2 separate regions of the Mus musculus genome follow, and region 2 is linked to region 1. The links are chromatin contacts, called in public HiChIP or PLAC-seq maps. All regions are on one chromosome and are shown on one strand. Each heading gives the region's core, a stretch centred on a gene start, on an enhancer-like site or on the middle of the called end of the contact. The rest is flanking DNA. Distances are from core to core; before and after follow the strand shown.

Region 1 (4,166 bases), core at 967-3,466:
GCAACTCCAGATCTGATGCCTCTGGCTTTAACAAACATGGGCCCTCATGTGCATTTACGCACACAAATATGTAATTCTAAAAACTAAGAAAATAAATGTTTAAAAAAATTGACTAGGGGGCTGGCATGGTGGCACATGCCTTTAGTCCCAGTACACAGGAGGCAGAGTCAGGTGGATCTCTGTGAGTTCAAGGCCTGCCTGGTTTACATAGCAAGTTCCTAGACAGTCAGAGCTACACAGAGAAACCCTCTCTCAATAAACAACCAACCAACCAGCCAGTCAGTGAACCAACAAAATGGGGCTGGAGAGATAGTTCAGTTGGCAAAGTATTGATTTGCAATCACAAGGACCTGAATTTTGTTCCCAGAACCCACATAAAAATCCAGGTATGAAGCCAGGTGGTGGTGATGGCAAACACCTTTCTTTAATCCCAGCACTTGGGAGGCAGAGGCAGGCAGATCTCTGTGAGTTCAAGGCCAGCCTGGTCTACAGAGTGAGTTCCAGGTCAGCCAGGCTACACAGAGAAACTCTGTCTCAACTCCCCTGCCCACCACCAAAAAATAGTGGTAGCATGGTGGCAGTAGAAAGGCAGAAACAGCAGGTATCTAGAACTCAAGTGGGCAGACAGCCTAGCCTAACTAGTCAGCCTCAGGCTAGTGAGAGCACTCACTTCAAAGACCCAGTGAGACAGGGCCTGAGGTTAGACACCCAAGGTTGACCTTTGGTTCCCATAAGTACTGGCACACACATGAATCTGTATGCATAAAAACAGTTACGTAAACATTCTCATAATTTTCTTTTGATCCTAAATAAGTAGCCCAGGCTAGTCTTGAATCCACTATGTGGCTGCAGATGGCCTTGAACTCCTAACCCCTCTGCCTCTACCTCCCAAGTGTTGGATTGCAGGTATGTTCTACCTCATCAGATGATACCGTTTTATATCTGTGATTCTGTGTTTATTTTCTTGGTGCAATTTCTCAGTCTGTGCGTGTTGCAGCTTCTCCAGCTGAATTACCTCATGCCTAGGTGTTCTAGGTGTTCTACTCTTTACCGGTAGCCTGAAGGTGAGCCTCTGCAGGGCCAGTGCAGCACGAGCCCGGTTTGTAGACAGACCTTGACATTTGCTGAATTGGTGAAGATATGCAAACTGTCTTTGATGGTACAATTAAAAATAATTTTCAGCAGGTTTTAGTGGCGCACACTTGTAATCTCAGCATCTGGGAGGCAGTGTGGTTACAGATGAGAATACCAACTGCATCATGAAAAATGAAAGCCTGTGTGTGTACGTGCATGCAGGTGTGTGTGCGTGCGTGCACGTGTGTGTGCCACCATGCATGTGTGGAGGTCAGAAGAAAATTTATGAAGTCTTTCTTCTCCTTCCACTATGTGGGGCCTGGGATTGAATTTAGAGTTTCAGGCTGGCTTGGTGGTAAGTGCTTTCACCCACTGAACCAGTTCATTCATTCATTCATTCATTCATTCATTGTAGGGCCTCACTCACTCTAGGCAAGCTCTACCACTGAGCTATAACCTCAGCCCTCAGGCTCACCAAGTTGCCAGGCTTGTACTTACACTGTAGACCACATTAGCCTTGAACTTCTGATCCTCCTGCATCAGCCTTCTGAATATCTGCAATGGCAGGTCTGTGTCACCAGGTATGGCTCATTCTCCTTTTTAATACCCGGATACTCTAACTTTCTAGGGTTTCTGCACGGATCTCTGGGCCACCTGGAACAGCAGCTGTTTCAAGACCACAGACTGCTAGGTAGGCTGGGAAGCAAGCAGGGGATGGGCTCGCACAGAGAGGGACCTCGTGAGCACCAGAAGGAAGAGTCTAGGATGGATCTGGGGAAGTTTCCCTCCAAGGCATACTCCCAGGGTCCTGTGTCCTGAGCTGGGGGGGAACCTGCAGTCCAGGTGGGAGAATGGCTAGTGGTTCCCCGAGTCCTTCCTGGGTGGAGCGCATCTAGGTTTTGGCACACAACCTTCAGGTTGGGTCCAGAGACCAGGCTGAACTTCAAAGATAGAGTACAGGCCTCATGTCCTCAGAGGTTAGGACCGGAGCTGTCACTTGTCTTATCATGGCCACTCTCTTGCTTTGTGGTTTCTTGTTTTTTCCCTTGTAAGAAAACCAAGATAGTCTCTCTCGACTGGTCTGAGTTCAAGTGCACTTTCCTTTGGGCCTGCTTACAGCAAAGAGCTCTGGCACTTTCTGCAAGTTCATGAGCTGCGCATAAAGGCTGCTGAGCTTGTAGACGTCATCCTGCCTCTCACAGATCAGGGCCTGATGTGGCTTATGATTAAAATGCAACTTCACACAATCGGGTGGTAGTGTTGGTATGAATGTGGAATCCCTCTATGACTGCTTCTGTGAATTGGATCTGCAGTGGGGCTTAAAAATCTCCCCAAAGCCAGGCGTGGTGGAGAACACTTTAATCCTAGCACTTTGGAGGCTGAAGCAGGAGATTGAGGCCTTCTCGGCCATCCTTGGCTACATGTGTACAGAGTTGACTCTTTCCACCTCATGCCGCTCTGTGAAATCTCTGCTTAAAACTATGGATCTATCTGTTTCTGTCTGTGGTCACAGCGTCCTCACCCGCATGAATTTTACGTTTTCAGATCACATGTTTGCATAGTGCTTATATCATTGAATTTTTTATTTGTAAATATTATTTATTTATTTATTTTCAATTAAATGAGTACACTGTAGCTGTCTTCAGACACACACCAAAAGAGTGCATCAGATCTTATTACAGATGGTTGTGAGCCACGTGTGGTTGCTAAGAATTGAACTCAGGACTTCTGGAAGAGCAATTGGTGCTCTTAACCATGGAGCCATCTCTCCATCCTGAATTTTTTAATTTTTTAAAACCACATACAAAGTAACATGTTCCCATATGGCATTTCCACACTCCTCTTATTTTTGGTCGATTCTCCCATGTTTCCTACCATCCTCCAGGCCTACCCACACTGTACCCTTCCACTGCCAGTATTCACCCCTCCACTTTCTGATTTTACGTGTCTCATTAACCCAACCCTCTCCTTTCAAACCCTCTGCCTTGGCTCTACTGGATCCTTTCTAGTGTCGTAGTCTCTACCCACACAAATATACAAATATAAGAATTAGAAACTAGGGTTTGCAAATGAGGACAAAGATGTGGCATTCCTTTTTAGCCTGGATTTCATCACTTAAGAGAGTACTCTCCGAGCTGGAGAGATAGCTCCGCGGTTAAGAGCACTGACTGCTCTTGCAGAGGTCCTGAGTTCAATTCCCAGCAACCACATGGTGGCTCACAACCATCTGTAATGGGATCTGATGCCCTCTTCTGGTGTGTCTGAAGACAGCTACAGTGTACTCATATAAATAAAATAAGTCTTTTTTTTTTTTTTAAAGGTGGCAAATGCTTATTTAGAAATAAGCTGTGGGTTCCGAGTTCTGCTCTGCTGCTGGGGTGCTGGGCACATCCTGCTTGCTGGGCAGGCGAAACGTGGGAAGCTTGACTGGGCTTATATCATGCTGCTGCTGTTGGGTGCTGGGCTTTAGGGAAGTGCGGAGACACCACTCCCAGGGTGGGAAAGTGCAGTCCAAGATGTGGGGGGCTGGAGCTGGGGTTCTCTGACTCCTGGACACCCAGTCACCCCTGGGGTGCCACACAGAGAAGTCAGGAACGAAGTGTCAGGGATCCACTGGCCTGTGACAAGGCCAGGACCCAGGCTCCCTAACTCTTGGACATCCAGGCATCGCTGATTTGAGAGGAGTTGAGAACGGAGTCGGGGGGCCATAAGCAGCCTGAGAATGGAGTCTAGGCGGTTTCCATGGAAGAGACAGTCCATGTTTATCCATACCATTTATTGACTCTTTATCCTGGAAAATAAATGCATATCAACTTCTCTGGGCAGACCAGATATTTAAATACCTTTCGTGGGAAGGAATGCCTGGGAAGGGAAGCTTATTGGCTAAACCCTCAGGCCTCTAGGTACCTCATTACCATGGAGATCTGTGTTCTGTGACCAACGTGAGCACGAGTTCCACACCAGGAATCTAGCAGGGAGCAGGCAGGCGTCTACTGTCTCAGGACCTGAGTTCTCAGACCAGCTCTACCTTACCGAGTTTCCTGGCATGGTCCATTGTTCCACACTAAACCACCGAACTATCTCTCAGCCCC
Region 2 (4,070 bases), core at 228-2,727, 73 kb after region 1:
TGAAGTAAGAATGACCTGTCGCCTCTCACGCTCCTCCTGAGTACTGAGTCTACTGGACTGGGGCAGAGGTCATTCTGTTTGGAGGCCCATACGATTGGAGATGGGCCATGGACAAAAGGTCCCTCAAGCAGTCCCACTGGGGAGAGAGCTCAGGCACGTAGGAAGAGCAAGGTGCCCACCAGGGTGTGGGTGGTGACCAGACAAGTTCCCGTTCTTTCTTTTCAGGAACTGTTGTTAATAGCCTGCCATTTCCTTGCAGCTTCTGTGTAAGCCCAGCTCAGAGTTCTTTTCCTAGAAGGGCTGGGCCAATCCCATTACCAGATAGATTCCTCTATCCACCTATGTCCCAAGGGTCCCATTCCACGACCTGCATTTGTCCCCCACTTTCAAAGAGCTGCTGAGCCTTTCTGGGAACCAGGGTTGGGCTGACGGATGTCTGCAGCCCTCGCCCTTAAACATTAGGAGTGGAGAACATTGGGGTTGGCTCTGTCCAAAAGACCTGATATACAGGCCACAGGAGGTCCGGGGTCATCTGGGGAGGGTACCATTTACCAGTTAGCTCCCTGTTGACAGGTCTGAGCCAGCCTGCTCGGGAGTTGGGCCAAGGAGCTGCCGTATACTGACAAGTTCCCCACAGGTCCGTGTGCAGGGCATCCCAGGCTGCCAGCATGCACTCTGCCTGAGGAGGTGTGGGCGGGGGTGAGGGCAATGTCTATAGAGAGCCACGTGTAGCCCAAAAGTGGTGGAGGCTGTTCGATGTGATCAGTAACCCTGTGATAACCAAGGGTAGAGAGCTCCAGCTAGCAGTCCAGGAGGAATCCCAGTGTTAGGTTTCAAACCTGGGACAAAGGGCTGAGGTACTGATTTAACTTATCAAAGTGGACACTGGCCACCAGGTTCTCCCTGCATCCCCGCTCCTTACCTGTTACAGCGAATGGTTGGTACATCCTATCCACTACCCTGAACTCTCTAGCCCAGAGCACTGGGCTGCTTTCCCCTATATAATCCAACCACTTTGGTTACCCGCTCTCTTTATACTTTTGGGCCTCCTGGCAGCTGTCCCTGATCCCCTCTCTCCCCTGTCTCTCCTCTGCCCCTCCTCAGGTCACTCCCCTGTGAGGTCTAGGGTTTGGATACTTCTCAAATATCTGGGAAGCCCGTCTGTAATCACAATGTTAAATGGGATCCCTGAGGCAAACTGGCTAGCTAAGAGTTAAATTGGTGAGTTCTAGATATGTTAAAACACAAAACAAAACAAACAAAACAACAACAAAAAATTGCCTCAGTAAATAATGTGGCCAGTGTTTGAGGCAAACACCAAACATTAACTTCACACACACACACACACACACACACACACACACACACTTTAAACAACAACAATAAAAAGGCTGGTGGCTCCTGAGGAGTGGTACTCAAGCTTGCCTTTAGCCGTCTTTGTATTCGTGTGTTCCGTGTGCACATGAGCCAACAAACAACAATAAAAGTGGTTCTATAATTCTTTCTCATGAGATAGCACAGAGGCAAAGATCAAAAGACACTTTGGAACTTGCGTGGGTTGCAGCTTTCATCTCACATTTGAGGTCAAGAAGTAAATTATCAGCCAGAGAGGAGAGCAGGCAGGAAGTAAAGGGCCAGCGGTTCTGGGGTTGGGGCACGGGGGTTGGGGGTGGGCAGTAACAGGGCACTCCAGGGCTTGTGCTATGTTCTAGTCACCAATGGAGGAGCCAGCTCTGCCTGGTAGGTCGGGGTTACTGTCCATTAGGGCTGTGTGTGCTAGGATTCCAGCCTTTTGGCTGAAGCTATGAGGGAGGTGATTGTTTCTCATAAGCTCCTGGGCCTTTGTACATCTTGGTGTGTATGTATGCCAGTGTGCATTGTACAATCAAAGGGTATGGATTTTGCATAAGCAAGTCATTGTGTGTGCTCATGAAGTCATGTGGATTATCAGAAAGAGAATGTGTATGTGTGCAAGTGTTCCAGGGACACTGTGGCCATGCGGCAGGCTTCCCCTTATCAGGAAGAAAGGTCTGGAGATTGGTGTGATATCTAAAGCAATAAACTGGTTTTGGCAGCCCCTGGGATATAACTGAATACATCCGTCTTCTCTAAAAATGATAAATCAGAGGAAATTCTGCACTGATCTATGTTAGTGCAGGCCCTGGAACTGGCCCTGGGTGAGGGCTGCCACTAAGAATCACTGCCCAGAACTTCCTGCTAACAGTAGGCAAGCAGGACTGGATAGAGCCTTAGGGAGGCCATTGAGGAGTGCAGAGGGAAGGACCAGGTCTGGTGCCCTTTGGCCGTACCCTGGACAGAACAGGCATTATTGCCCAGCACACACATTCACACTGGGTCAGAAGCTTATCAGGGCAATGGTTAATTGTCCAGGGATCAAAGCATAAACGAAACCAGGATAGTTCTAGCTTTGGGACTGGTCAAGGGAACATTTTGTGGTTTTCTCACACTGTAGCTCAGAAGAGCCTGAAACTCTCTCTGTAGTCCAGGCTGGGCTTGAACACAGAGCAGTCATCTGACCTCAGCTTCCTAGTGATGGGATTCTTGGCATGTTACTACGCTCAGCGGGTCTGTCTTTCCTCCTAACCTGTAAGCTTGCTAACTTGGCTGTATATTGGCTAGTCCTGAAATTCTTTTCTTCAGTGTAGGTCTAGAATTCTGGTGTACTGCTGGGGATGTAGCTCACTGCTTACCTAGCATACATGAGATCCTAGGTTCAATTCCCAGCAATCCCAACACTCCTCCAAGATGATTTTAGGTGTTGGATACCTTCACCTGAGCTGTTGATCAGAGATTTCCCAGAGTTTTCCCCAAACAATAGTCTACTGCCATTGCTCTTGGTTGAACAGGATGGTTTTGTTTGGTTGATTGGTTTTTTTGTTTTGTATTCTGAGACAAGGTTTCTCTGTGTGTAGTTCTGGCTGTCCTGGAACTCACTCTGTAGACCAGGCTGGCCTCAGACTCAGAGATAAGCCTGCCTCTGCCTCCCAAGTGCTGGATTTAAAGGCATGCGCCACCACCACTACCCAGCAACAGAACAAGATGTTAAAGACACAACATATTTTGTTTGTAGGACATTTAAAAAAAATCCATCTGTTACCCATCTAGAAGCTTCTTCCGCACTGGCTTTCACAGAGCTGGGTGTGCTATGCAGGCTGCTAGGGGAGAGAAATCAGCAGCAGTTTTATGTAATATACCTTTTGAGCTACAGCACCACCTTGCTAGTTAAGCTATACCCAGTGATACAATAATGGCATGGCTGTTGTGGCGGTCACCATTTACTTCCTGGTTGGATCTGAGATACATTCCACAGGAGGGAATTCACAACTAGTACTATAAACCTGGTCAAAATTCCATGGTAAGGGAGGCCATAAATTCTATGGAGGAAACTACTACTGTTGTCTTGTTACATAGACATGGTATCTAATTGCCTTTAAAATACTGATGTTTACGCCCATAGGTTTGTGTTGCTTTCAGGCGTGGTCAGAGCAGTTTCTCATTGCATCGGCAAGTTACTGCAGAGATCCACAACAGGCCAGAGTGCTGGGGATGAGTGACCTCTGTGTGCTCTGTCCTAAACAGGGCATCAGTCTGGCCTCCTCAGAGGCTCAGAGAACCATTGTAGATGAGGGGGAAGAAAGAATGTAAGAGCCAGAGGAGGGGGAGGAGTGCAGTCATGCCATCCTGTTTTCGGCATGATGACTGCTGTACCCATGAACTCAGCAGCTGTGACTATCTATAAAAGTCCTACATAAAATGGGACCAACACCCCATTATAAATGGGGAAGGACTGAGCCATTGACAACTAGTGAGTAATAGGGAAGGCAATTTTCTTCAGTGGCATAGTCATTCGTAAGGTTTCCATGCTCCAGTAAAAATCCCTTCCCATGTTCATATAGGCAGCCATGATTAACAAGCAAGAGACAGGGAAATAGGTGGGGGCTTGCTTGGAAGGAAAATTGTTGTTCAGCAATAATTGAGGAGAAATAAAAGAGGATATAATAACAAAATAACTAATAAACATAAATAATTTATATTAATATATCATATAT

Evidence for each region. HiChIP or PLAC-seq counts read pairs in DNA pulled down with a chosen protein or histone mark.
Region 2: a CTCF HiChIP or PLAC-seq map of CD8 T cells shows a contact between it and region 1, with 5 read pairs. The contact joins two enhancer-like sites. A contact is called at or near these places in 7 of 39 promoter capture datasets (3T3-L1-derived adipocytes, the C10 cell line, the HPC-7 cell line and 4 more), 1 of 15 datasets of contacts at CTCF or cohesin (CD8 T cells), 1 of 484 Hi-C or Micro-C datasets (CD4 T cells) and 2 of 9 other capture datasets (adipose tissue and pancreatic islet).

What each region holds. Positions count from the first base shown.
Region 1 is chr11:121,025,330-121,029,495 of GRCm38.p6, forward strand. No RefSeq gene overlaps it. Among named protein-coding and RNA genes, the nearest start is that of Gm11775, 10 kb to the right of the region's middle. Within about 2 kb of position 2,217, at least 13 of the 459 cell types and tissues checked have an H3K27ac peak or open chromatin away from gene starts, as enhancers often do. A contact at or near this core is called in CD8 T cells, where this site is marked.
Region 2 is chr11:121,099,299-121,103,368 of GRCm38.p6, forward strand. No RefSeq gene overlaps it. Among named protein-coding and RNA genes, the nearest start is that of Tex19.2, 17 kb to the right of the region's middle. Within about 2 kb of position 1,478, at least 22 of the 459 cell types and tissues checked have an H3K27ac peak or open chromatin away from gene starts, as enhancers often do. A contact at or near this core is called in CD8 T cells, where this site is marked.